Linked DNA regions of Mus musculus: regions 2, 3 and 4 are each linked to region 1. Evidence: chromatin contacts called from public HiChIP or PLAC-seq and promoter capture Hi-C data. All regions are on one chromosome and are shown on one strand. The core of a region is the stretch at or near the end of the contact, and the rest is flanking DNA. Distances in the headings are between cores, read along the strand shown.

Region 1 (3,050 bases), core at 445-2,944:
GGAGAGATTCCCAAATCCATCACACACTAAGCCTGCGCCATCTAAATGGAAACGACAAAGTATCACTGAAAGAACTCACATTTGAGAAGCAGAAAGGTTTTATCCCTTGATGTTGCGATCTGGGCAGAAGTCTTCAAATTGGATTTGCTTAATAATGAAACCATCAAATGTCCCCGTGTGCTTCCTAAGCTTGTTTAAAAAAAGACCAGAGACAATTCACTTTCCTCCATGTCCCCTCACTTCCTCCCTGGGAGTCTTGTGCTATCTAGCCCAACCTTGTCTGTTTTCTCTGTTGAAAATGATTTACACGATCCCCCACTCTCTTCTCTTTTTGCTGAGGCTTTCAATCTGCTGTATCTTAGAGCAGCAAAAGGAGAAGGAGTTGAGATCTCAACCTTTGAAACCTCTTGATACTTGCTGAGTAGGGTGAGCAAGGGGCAGGCGGGAAGGGAGACCGTTCATTGTCTGGACTTTACCCTATCCGGAAGAGCCGTTCTAGATAGCTTAGCCAACCCCATTCCTAAAGGGCTTAACTTTTTTATTTTCTTGAAAAGTCCAAGTTTTTTAGTGTTTTTCTTAAAAAAATGAGTGAAGCCAAATTTGCGTAATTAGTGGTCAGATTGGGGAATTTAGTTTGTCTTATTGAGACAGAATTTCACTTTGGACCTCTGGCTAGCCTTAAACTCAAGGAGATCTGCCTGCCTCTGCATCCCAAGTGCTCGGATTAAAGATGTGTGTGCCACCAGGCCCTTTGGAATTTTATTTTTTAGACTCATTTTAAAATCAAATCATTTTGTATAGACTATGTAAAAAAAAACTTTAGTTTTTCAGCATGGTCTATAATATTGTTTCATGGTTGTTTTGTTGTTGTTGTTTTCTTCAAAGCACTTTACAGTTAGAAATAGACACAGTTCTTGAGGTGGAGCAACTGTTTTGAATTACATTCTTCAAGGAAATGGGGGTGCAATGTTAATATTCTTAACCATTACCATTCTTAGCATCAACACGTCTGTTTCATGATCGGTGAGGGGCTCACGACCTCCTGTCTGAAGTTCAAATAATTTGTGATAAAATATTAGGGGTCATGGGGCAGGCCAGAATCCTCCTTATCCTGCTTCGGAAAAACGTTGCAACTACCCCATATTCTTCATAATTTTATTTAGCTTTCATGACAGTCCCTAAAAGAAACTCTTCAGCTTAAAGTTCTTCCACATTGCCCCCCCCCACACACACCAAAACCACCCCCTATTTCATGAAACAGCTTGATGGCAATATCTCTGCAGCTTTCTCGACCTTGTCCTCAAATGATCCACACCTAAACATCTTAGTACACTGGCCAGTGTGTTTCTGAAGGCATTAGAAGCCCGCAGAACCGTGTGCCCTTATAGAGTTCACAAATGCTGTGCGACCTGAGATGAAGCCTTGGCTAGTGACTTCCCCCTGCGGCCCACCCTTCCCTTGCTCCCACTATGAAAAGAAAAGAAAATGTTTTAAGCCCCTTCCTCCGTGATCTTTGGGGGTAGGGGGTACTAATAATTAAATAGAAGAAGAGGGAGGAGATGCGGCTTAAGGATGGAGGAGGTGGGGGGCGGAGCCTCGGTCCGCAAATAAACGCCGCAGCCGAAAGGGAAGCACATTCGCGAGCGCAGCAGCCACCCTGCCCTCACAGATGGAGCGATCTGCGGAGTGAGCACGGAGCTCGGAGCCGACAAGGGCGAGAAGGAAGGGGCGACCGCAGCAGGTGGAAACCTGATCCAGAGCCGGCGAGCAAGAAAGTACCTGAGCACGGCTCCTCCTCCGCTCCCTCAGCTAAGAAGAACTACTTTTACCCTCATCGTAGAAGAGACTTAAGGGAAGGTGGAGGCGATCTGTTTCATTAGGAGGGCTGCAGGGAAATCCTGACCAGAGCAAGCCGCCGCCCGGTACACCGAGCAGAGCGATCCTGGGCTTCTGAAGATAAACGCTTTCCGGAGAATTCCAGCTGGAGTCGCTGGTACAGTTCTATTTTTGTATTTATATATATATATATTCTTTGCCTTCCATTTAAAAACACGGCCCTTGTTTGTTAGGCAGTGACACGTGTGACTCTCATTTGCTGTCACTTTTAGAGGGTAGGAGCGCACTCTGTTTTCGGAAAAGGGCGTTCTAATTGGAAACTCTGTTTTTCCACATATCTATACGTTTACACGCACGAGCGTTTAGAAAAAGACTGCTCTTTTTCGCTTTGGGTGGTCGGAACCCTACGGAGAAAGATGGAAAAGGGAGCCCGCCAGCGAAACAACACCGCGAAGAACCACCCGGGTTCTGACACCAGCCCTGAGGCCGAGGCTAGCTCGGGAGGGGGCGGAGTAGCCCTGAAGAAAGAGATCGGATTGGTCAGCGCCTGTGGTATCATTGTAGGTGAGTCCAGGTCCTTTGCGGCCCCCGGCGCCATCCCACCCTCTCTCCGGGGGTCCTTCGAGGGACTTTAACCCCGCCAAAGCCTCAAAGGCAGCTTTGCTTTGTCTGTGACTTGTGTTGTCCAACTGCACCGGTCAAGTCGGAGCTATGGAAGTGATGTCTGTCATACATCGCTTCAGCCAAGCCAGGCTGAGCTGTTCTCTCCTTAGAATAGAACAAACAAGAGTCAGGAACCATACAGGCTCTGCGTCCCAAGTATTGCCTGGGAATTTATTAGAAGTGTAACAAATTCTTTCCGGCTTGTCACTAGGCAGTTCTGATCCAGGAGAGCCTAATTCGGGCTGACACATGGATTTTTAACTAGCTTCTGTGCAGCCACCCTCTGCAGGCTGTGAATCTGTGTTTGAAGCATATTTAGTATTATGTTGTCTTATGTTATGAAGCACTGTGGTGTGTAATGCCTCGAATAGTAAAAAAACAGTAATAAAAATGCTTTATAATCATGGTTCTTCATAGGCTGGCCCATCCTATGAAGCACTTGTGAAACAGATGTGACAGCCGAGCTGTCTCAGATGAGGAAAATATGGAAGGGAGAACCAGCTGACTTGACTGTGTTCTTGAAATGGAGTTTTCCAGGTTTTTTTGTTTTT
Region 2 (3,111 bases), core at 149-2,648, 530 kb after region 1:
TTAGAAACAGCCAGTTAGCCCATTTGGCCTTAAGTTGACGACCAGAGGAATCTGTTCTACTTGTGCTGAGACAGGGAGAAGGGTTCAATTGCAGATGCATTTCATATTATGTGGAGTAGGAACCCGTCTGGTTATCCTTCCACATCCCACCCACTCTACAGTAACACAAGAGCACAGAGGCTACATTTCTAGGAGTGCAAACTTCTCTCTTGTGAATATGGATTTACCTCTTTTAACAGACTAAGGCTTTCCAAAGACACGAGTGATTCACTGGAACCTGGGCAGGGCTATTTACGTCTTATTGGATTGTGGCGCTAAGTGTTTCCGGGCTAAATACAGATAACAAGCGACAGTAGTTCAGTTGCGGGTTTAGAAATGCTGCTCAACTAGTTAGGCAGGGCAGTTGGAAGTGTCTTAAACGCTGAAATGAAGTACCGGATTCTATGCGGGTAGACTTTTTAACTGAAAGATGAGATACTAGGTTTAGAAGGTCGGGTTATTGTGAACTTGTAATGGCAGTGCAAACCAGAAGGCAGAACTTAAGTTTTCTTCAGCTAAAACGCTAAAAAGCAGTTAATTGTACTTGTTAAAACCTCAAACTTTCAATTCTTTTTCTATAAAATGATTCAGAGGATCAGGTTGAAACAAATATGCTCTTTGGAGCCATTCAAGGAATATTATAACAATACCTGTTGTACAATGTCAGTTTGCTGCTGATCCTGACCCTTCACTCTACGCACAAGTGACTATCTCTCTTTTTAGACAGTGACTGATTAACCTAAAAATTCCTACAATATAACTACAGCTATTGGACCTCCTTGGTACTCAACGAGCGTTTGTTGAATGAATGAATACCTGCTGGCTTAGGTTCTTCGTGGGGCCCAGATTCAGCCTTCCAGTTCAGGATCCTGTAGAGGTCAACCCTCTCCCGCCAGTGTAAACCGGCGCTTGGCCCGTATAAGCATAGTTCTCACTGCGGAGGAACTTGACCTGCTCTAATGATCGGTCATAGGCATCTGAAGATAGAGCTTTTAAGAGAATTAGGGCCAGGCAGGTTAAGTCCCTGGACCGCCAGCTTGGTCTCTAAGCAGATTCCCAAGCTAGACCACTGAGGGGGATCAAAGAGAGCCGGAACTCTCTGGGAAGCGTCTCTGTCCGCTGTTAAACCTCTCCCCTTGTTCCGGTCACAAATCTCGTCGCCAGAGCAACAGAGGGCGTCAACAAACGCAGGGCGGAAATAAGGCTATAGTACACGTCTCCAGAGGGGGAGATAGGCCCTGCGCAGGAGCATTAATTTATTTCCGTTTGTAGTTCTCAGTCTGGGTATGCAGCCTGTGTCTGCGCATTAATTGTGACGCACCAAGGCTGGCCTTTACGCCGGAGCCAATTGGCCCGCCGGTGTGGGCGTGGCTAGGGCCCGCTAACGCGCACGCGCGAGCCACATCGTCTGTGGTCGTCCGGTATCCGAAGTCCCCGTGTTCGTCATGTCGGCGTCTGTGGTGTCCGTCATCTCCCGGTTCCTGGAGGAGTACTTGAGCTCCACTCCGCAGCGGCTGAAGTTGCTGGACGCCTATCTCCTTTATATACTGCTGACCGGGGCGCTGCAGTTCGGCTACTGTCTCCTCGTGGGCACCTTCCCCTTCAACTCTTTCCTCTCTGGCTTCATCTCTTGTGTGGGCAGCTTCATCCTAGCGGGTAATGATTCTGTATCCTGGTCATAATGTCCCACTTTGGCGCGCAGCTTCGTCCTCACGGTACCCTTTGGTAGTTTGTAGAAGGCCGTCGTCTGTGAAGTCACGCTTACTTCTTGGGATCCAGGAAGCAGGCTCAGAAATGTCACGTTTCTAATGCCTAACAGGAGTTGAAACTGAATATGTAAAGAAATAGTCTTCTGGTGTTCGTCGCAATTAATACTTCTCTAAGGAAAAATATCCTACCTTGATGAAACTTTAACACAAATTTAAAGTTGGTAGAGCTTTAAATTAAAATGCCAAGCTGAGACATTTCTATCACTTTGGCCTAATCCCTACTTCATCTAGGAGAAGACTTTGGTGATAGTATAGGAATATAAATATTAGTGACTGCTTGTGAGGAGGCAACCCAATTGATGCTGGCTTTTTAGTTGCCCCTACTTATTTCTGTGCATAATTTATGTGCTTTTTCTCTTTACCCTCAACTCAATTTTTATTCACACAATTGTGTATTAGCTCTTCTTTCTTCTACACATTTAATAACCTTACAGACTTCCAGGTTTAATGAGGATTGCCGCCATGGATTTCATCTGAAGTCTGACTTTTCTTGCCCCATGGAACTGAGAGAATACTGGGAACAGGTTTGGCTTAGGAATGTTACTACCAAATGTATCATGGTCAGTCAGCAGTGTTTTGGGGGTTTATTAGCAATTGTTTTCCTCAGTGAATTACAGCTGGTTTGGGCAGAGACAAAATATAGCATTGGACTTGTCTGGAGACTTGATTTAGTGTCTTAACATAAACCTCACGTCACATGTACACATTCACATTGCTAGGTCAGGCCCACTGGGAACAATTTTACTTTTCAGAACTTAAATAGGCCCCAGCCGACTTGTGCCCCAGTCAGAGCTAGAGCTGCAAAGTCAGCTTATTCAGTGGTCATCATAGTGTCTTTGGTTTTTGGTCCAGTTTCTGGAGGCTACACCCTAACCATCAGGATATGTTAGCACCATTAGCCAGGTCTGACAAACCTCTCTACTGTGCCCAGTACTGTTCCCGACAGAGAACAGTAAGAGGCTGAGAACCTCTTACTTATTTAGCCTCTGGTTATGGAAGTGTAGGAACAGAGTGGGGCTAACAGCTGATTTAAGTAAGGTCTCTCCTGTTGAAGCCACCCATCTTCACAAGCCTCTGAGTTAAGTCCTGACTTACCAGAACTACATAGAAAAAAAGTGATTTGCTGGAAAGTTAGGTTAGTGCGCTCACACTCTCTCTTTCATCCCATCTGTCTTTCTTTTTTTTTTTTTTTTGGTAGATGACTTTTGCTTTTTTTTTTTTCTTTTAAAGATTTATTTACTTATGTGAGTACATTGTAGCTGTCTTCAGACATAGCAGAGGAGTGCAGAAGATCTTATTACAG
Region 3 (2,890 bases), core at 366-2,865, 720 kb after region 1:
ATACATAGAGAGCTGTCTGTGTTCTAGCGTGTAGTTAAGGAGCTTTGTGAAATCTTTTCTGCTAAGCCTTATTAAAACTCCAGTGCCTCACATTTAATAAGCCCTTGATAATGAGAATATAGCTCATGGCACAGTGGTTAGAGCTAACGCTGTGCAATCTAACAATCTGGAATCCAAGTTCTTCTTTGAGACTTTAGCTGTTGACTCTCAGGAGAGTTTTAGCCTTTCTGAGGCTTTGGTTTGCTATCTGCCTCGTGGAGACACAGTACCTCCTCCAGCTCCCACACACTGACCCAGGGAGCAAGAACGTTAGGGAGGAAGATGTCTGGGAGGCTCTAAGCATTGTGCCTGACACATGGCTAGTACTCCCTGAAAACGAGCTGCTGGCTTTGTTTCCATGCCTAGGGCACAGAGATCTCTGCGGATTCCCGAGAAATTTTCACTCAAAGCCCCACTTAGCTGCAATGTAAACATCATTTCAGAAAAGGAAAATAAGCAAGCACAGGATTAAATCAATTACCTCCCTAAATGCCCCTTGACAATTGCTTTTTTTTTTAATGCATTTTACCTGATATTCATAATGCACATAATGTGTTAGATCAAATTTACATATCAGCTATTCTTCAGTTCCTCTGACATCTCTCTCTGCCACGTTTCCTTCAAATTTCATTCTCTTTTTCTCTCTCTCCCTCCCTCTCTTTCCCTCCCTCTCTTTGTCCCTCTCAAAATTACCCACTGAATCTACTTAGTGCTGCCAACATTGCATGGGTGGGACCATCTACTAGAACACAGTAGTATTATTTGCTTCTAAAAGTATAAAGACTGCCAAAGTTTCCAGAGACTTAGAGAATATGCTATTGAACCTGGCCTAAGATGGGAGAAACCCTTGCATGCATTCATTCTCCCCAGAAACAGACATGAAGTGGTAGTGGCTCACCCACCCATTTGCTACAAGCCGGGATGCTGTGGCCACAGCTCTGTCTTCTATTATATCTAAGTGTGATTGACCCAGTCTCATGAGCTGCCAATGGGGGAAAAGACTTGGAGTCACTGTAGTCAATCACCATTGAGAACCTATTAGAAGAACAAGGTACCATGCAGCCTCTTGAAAGGCTAAGAGTGTAGAAATGGCCATTACAGAGGAAACTCCTTCCGCTTGGCTGACTGGGGCAGGGTCTATGGCTTTACAGCAATTGGTACAGATGCTGGGTGAGGAGGCACATTCATTTTGTGTTCAGTAAAACAACTTTTATTCATGGATGTGAATTGTTATCCCCTTGGGAAAGGTGAAGGTATAGAAACAGGTTGCAGTTTCTAGGGGAATCTAATTCTCTCTCTGTCTCTGTCTCTGTCTCTGTCTCTGTCTCTCTGTGCATGTGTGTGTGTGTGAGAGAGACAGAGACAGAGAGACAAAGAGACAGACAGAGACAGAGAGAGCATAATGATGAATCAGAGCTGTGGTATCCTAGGAAGTCCTAGGTAATTACCCAGCCTGAATTTCTCCTGGAGCTTCTGGATAGTGCCAGATGTGCTCAGGCCTCTGTGCACCACCCCACAGAGCAGGCATCCAGAGCCAACCTCCTCTTCCAGGCTGTTCCTCACGTCTGGGAACACATCAAAGGAGGCTTGATATTCATAACCGCTGTGAGTCATTTTCACATAGAGCTGCAGGGAGCTGCCTGCACTGCTGCTTGCTGTATTCAACCCTTTGTAGGAGCAGCTGAGCTAAACCAATCCCCTATTATGGGCGAGAGTAGAGCCCTCCTGGGAGACCTGATTTACCCCCCACACCCCTATGCTGAATATAAAAAGCTCTTTTTTTTAAATTTGAGAAATAGTTATTAAAACATCCTCAGTCTTGGACTAGGCAACTTCAGAGCCCACAGGAACAGCTCGGCAGGTTTCTTCCACAAGGGTGTGACCACCCCAGGCCCTGTTGTTGGTGTCAATGACATCTGAAGCCTCCGGGTTTGTTTCCTTCAGAGGACAAAGAATGTCAACAAGAGTCCAACCACAGCCACAATTCTTCTCTACTGGAAAACAAGTGTTGCCAGGTCCTGCTGAGTTGGCCTATTGTTGGAAACTGTATTCTGTGTGCCATCCTTTGAGGGCTGACAGAAGCTTGGGAAGGCAAAGCTGCAAGATGGTAGGAGCTGGAAGAGGACTCAGTCATCATCTAATCCCAGGACCTCAAGTTACACATCACAGATGAGGCATGAACAGGATACAGGCTGTTTAAGGTCACTCAGACAGGCAGAGTTTTTGGCATCTGGAGTCACTCTCAAGGGACTGGAAAGCAGTGGCAGGTCACCTTGGTGTCCATGGAGGGCTAAAGAGAGGAAAGGGATGAAGACCAGGAGAGATGAGGCTGTTTCTTAGTTCCATGCCCGAGTTCCTCTGTGTGGAAAGTGACTGAATTATTTACCTCAATATCACTGTTTTAATGAATGACTCCGAGAAGTCCTGGTAACCATGGGTTTTGTGGTTAGTGGAGGACAGTCCAGTTTCTCAACAGGCCAAAGAGGGGTGCCTAGATTTGTACCCTGTTCTCAGAAACCACCCAAGGCTTTTAAATACCCTGGCTTAGAAGAACTCAATAGGGTATTGTTGTACTGGGTAAATGGTGAAAAAAAGAAAGAAGGAAAGAAAGAAAGGAAGAAAGAAAGAGAGAAGGAAAGAAAAAAGAATTATAGAAATACAGAAAAGAAGCAGCCAAGTTGTCTGGCTTCAGACCTGGGACACACCACACAGCTGTGTCTTCCAGGCTGTGTTGTTTCTGCTGCCAGCAGGAGTGGACCCCTACTTTAGTTTTGGACAGCTTAGAAAGCAAGTCCCCATATGTAGGTGCATCCTAATGCATTCTGGTCATGCGATATCTTTTCCGTCTGCT
Region 4 (2,837 bases), core at 96-2,595, 930 kb before region 1:
GGAGGTTAAAGCAGGAGAGTTACTGTGAGCTCAAAGTCTGCCTGGGCTATATGTGAGATCATTTCAAAACAAACAAAAAACAAAAACAAACAAAAAAACCAAACAACCAATCAGTGTATATGTAGATCCTGGAGCTGTTCCTACTTCCCTGGATACCTTTGTACAGGATACATTTCCAAACAGATTGCTGCCTAGGATGCTGCTTTGTGTCTGTCTTTCTTTTCTTTTCTTTTCTTTTCTTTTCTTTTCTTTTCTTTTTCTTTCTTTTTTTTTTTTTTTTTTTGCCAATGCTATTTTCACTATCTTTGATGGTGGCCCATGGAGCGGAGTGAAGAGGTCCTAGTTGTCGGTGCGGTGCCTCGGACAGGGCCAGAGAGAGCCTCCCTAAAGCTGTCTGGCTCCTCTCTGCCTTGGGGCAGTTTTAATGACATCTCTGACGGTTCACCCAGAGCCAGGGCAGGAGCTGGAAAGGACAGAGAGTGTGTTCCTGGAGCCGGTTGGTCTGGATTCTCAAGAAGAATTCCAGGCTGCAAATGAGGGGAAATGCTTACCTCCAGCTGATGAGACACTCTCAGTGAAAGAAGGGAATACCAGGTAGCCTGGGGAGGAGGCTCCTGTCCACCCAGACCTGAAAGCAAGCCAAGACCTAAGCCTTCCCGAGACTTTCAAGCTGGGAGGATCTCGAACTTAGAAGAAACAGAGATAGCCCACTCATTCTGGGGGCTGTGGAACAGCTGAAAGAGAGACAGAAGGGTGCAGTATGCTGAGGGGCATGAGAAGACCTGGTAGAGCTGGCTGGTCAGGGACTGACAGGTGGAGCCAGTTTGAGGGCCTGGCCGCTGATGTCATCTGTCTGCAGCCTGAGGTACTGGGACCTTCCTAGGCAAAAGAAGTTCCAGTCCCAGGGACCAGTTTCACAGGGCCAAGCCCGGTGGGTGCTACAAGAGAGCTTAGCAGCAGGGCCCTCTGAGAGCAAAAGGAGGCATCTCCAGCTAGGGAACAGATCTGCCCTGCAGGCCTGAGTGGAAGAGCCCTTCTCTTTGCTCTCTGAACACCTAGTGTGGTAAGAATCAAGTTGGTGTGGGATCCGTCACCAAACGCCTTTCCTTTTCACTTCAGCCTCAGGTCTGACAGAACTTTGATCCGGACCCCCTCCTTAGCATGACCTCAGTTCCTAGAAAGGAGAAAGTGGGTGGAGCCAGTCTTTCCCGCCCCTACCAGAGGACAGCCCCCAGAGACTGGCCTCTTGACAGGAGGGATGAAGCAACCCTCTTCCCCTTTTCCCAGAAACTCGGCCCCGCCTCCCCTCCCCTCATAAACTGCTTACCCGGCCCGCCCTACACCTTCCACTCGCGTGGCTACGTCCAGCCTGTTGGTCCCGTCCCAAACGCCCTGACCTGCTCCACCCGGGCCCGGGACCCGGTGGTGCCATCACCAACACCGCTGCCAGGTGAGAGGCTCCAGCTTACACCTTACCTCAGTGCTGAGCCACAGCGGGCCTTCGCTGTCAAGGGACACACAGCCCAAGCCCAGAAAGGACCGATCTCCAGTGCGTACCTGCTGTGGGCTGAGACCCAATTTTCCTGGGGCCAAACTCTGCTTACGCCTGCTGTGCCATCTCCGCAGCCCTGCCTGAAGTTTGTCCAGACGTGAGGCATGTCGGGGGACTCTGACCCCTATGCCTCCTACCTGCTGTTAAATAGTCCTAGAGGCTGGACCTCTAAACTGAGAAGCCAGCGGGTGGAGAGACCGATATATACAGGGTTTGGAGGTGTTCTCTTAGGCAACTGTGCATTTCCTCAGATGGATCTTCAATGGTTTCTCCACTGGACATCTGTTTTTTAGTATGATTTGAGAGTGTCTATAGCAAGGTGGAGAGGAGGTTTTTCTCTGCAATATAAGGTGCTTCTTCTGGGTGACTGAATAGGGTCTTTGGGGCATCTCAGGGTGAGAATGTGATTATCCCAGTCACCTAGCTGGTACTGAACCAATTTCTCTGGATAGAGTTTCTGGGTGGGTGGGATGGACATCCCAGGCACAGGAGATCTGAGTGAATGAGCACCCTCTGTCTCTTCTACACAGGCACAATGGAAGGTCCTCGCTCAGACGTGGGCCGCTGGGGCAGGAGCCCCTGGCAGCCCCCTACAACACCGTCACCGGAGCCAGAGCCGGTGCCGGAGCCAGACAGACGCTCGCGCTCCCGCCGAGGAGGAGGCCGCTCCTTCTGGGCTCGTTGTTGTGGCTGCTGCTCATGTGGGAACAGAGGGGACGATGACTGGGGACCTGAACCTTCTGGCTCCAGAAGCAGAGGGACCAGCTCCCGGGGTAGGGACTCTCGGGGTGGCCGAAGACCCGAGTCTCGGGGCAGTGGTGTAAATGCAGCTGGAGATGGCACCATCCGAGGTGAGATTACACACCTTAACCTAGAGCTGAGCCTTTATGGAACCTAAGGTTTATCCTGGCATCTCTAAGGGGGCTTCTGAGACTTCTGAGGAGGGACTGGGCTCTTCGTGAACTCTTCACTGACCCATGGATGTGGTTTCACAGAGGGAATGCTGGTTGTGACTGGTGTGGATCTGCTGTGCTCACGATCAGACCAGAACCGCCGAGAGCACCACACGGATGAGTTTGAATATGATGAGCTGATTGTGCGCCGTGGGCAGCCCTTCCACATGATCCTTTTCTTGAACCGGGAATATGAGTCCTCTGATCGCATTGCCCTTGAGCTCCTCATTGGTGAGTGGGACCTGGAATGGGAAGGGTAAAGCCCCTAGACTTGAAGGGCTGGTGTTAGGTTAGAGAGGTCTTTAGGCTCCTCCCCGGCACTCCTCACCTCT

The links. Promoter capture Hi-C pulls out the DNA fragments that hold promoters and counts their contacts. HiChIP or PLAC-seq counts read pairs in DNA pulled down with a chosen protein or histone mark.
Region 2: a contact with region 1 is called in an H3K27ac HiChIP or PLAC-seq map of embryonic stem cells, with 5 read pairs. The contact joins the promoter of Dad1 here to the promoter of Slc7a8 in region 1. A contact is called at or near these places in 6 of 39 promoter capture datasets (hematopoietic stem and progenitor cells, hippocampal neurons, liver and 3 more), 1 of 484 Hi-C or Micro-C datasets (double positive thymocytes), 1 of 115 datasets of contacts at active chromatin or transcription factors (embryonic stem cells) and 1 of 9 other capture datasets (pancreatic islet).
Region 3: a contact with region 1 is called in a promoter capture Hi-C map of pre-B cells, with 7 times the contacts expected there. The contact joins the enhancer-like site here to the promoter of Slc7a8 in region 1. A contact is called at or near these places in 3 of 39 promoter capture datasets (the C10 cell line, pre-B cells and stem cell-derived epiblast-like cells), 1 of 15 datasets of contacts at CTCF or cohesin (large pre-B cells), 2 of 484 Hi-C or Micro-C datasets (embryonic stem cells and pre-B cells) and 1 of 115 datasets of contacts at active chromatin or transcription factors (large pre-B cells).
Region 4: an H3K4me3 HiChIP or PLAC-seq map of bone marrow-derived macrophages shows a contact between it and region 1, with 5 times the contacts expected there. The contact joins the promoter of Tgm1 here to the promoter of Slc7a8 in region 1. A contact is called at or near these places in 1 of 115 datasets of contacts at active chromatin or transcription factors (bone marrow-derived macrophages) and 1 of 9 other capture datasets (pancreatic islet).

Annotation. Positions count from the first base shown.
Region 1 is chr14:54,780,530-54,783,579 of GRCm38.p6, reverse strand. Slc7a8 (solute carrier family 7 (cationic amino acid transporter, y+ system), member 8) reads left to right here and starts at 1,694. Exons shown (of 11, transcript NM_016972.2): 1 at 1,694-2,400. The coding sequence starts at 2,253. It also overlaps a transcript of Rnf212b not described here.
Region 2 is chr14:54,252,216-54,255,326 of GRCm38.p6, reverse strand. Dad1 (defender against cell death 1) reads left to right here and starts at 1,398. Exons shown (of 3, transcript NM_001113358.1): 1 at 1,398-1,695. The coding sequence starts at 1,485. It also overlaps a transcript of Abhd4 not described here.
Region 3 is chr14:54,060,541-54,063,430 of GRCm38.p6, reverse strand. It overlaps Tcra and Tcrd. Among named protein-coding and RNA genes, the nearest start is that of Gm30275, 64 kb to the left of the region's middle. Within about 2 kb of position 1,615, at least 57 of the 459 cell types and tissues checked have an H3K27ac peak or open chromatin away from gene starts, as enhancers often do. A contact at or near this core is called in pre-B cells, where this site is marked.
Region 4 is chr14:55,712,000-55,714,836 of GRCm38.p6, reverse strand. It overlaps Tgm1 (transglutaminase 1, K polypeptide), which reads left to right and starts at 1,345. Exons shown (of 15, transcript NM_001161714.1): 1 at 1,345-1,450; 2 at 2,083-2,403; 3 at 2,548-2,736. The coding sequence starts at 2,088.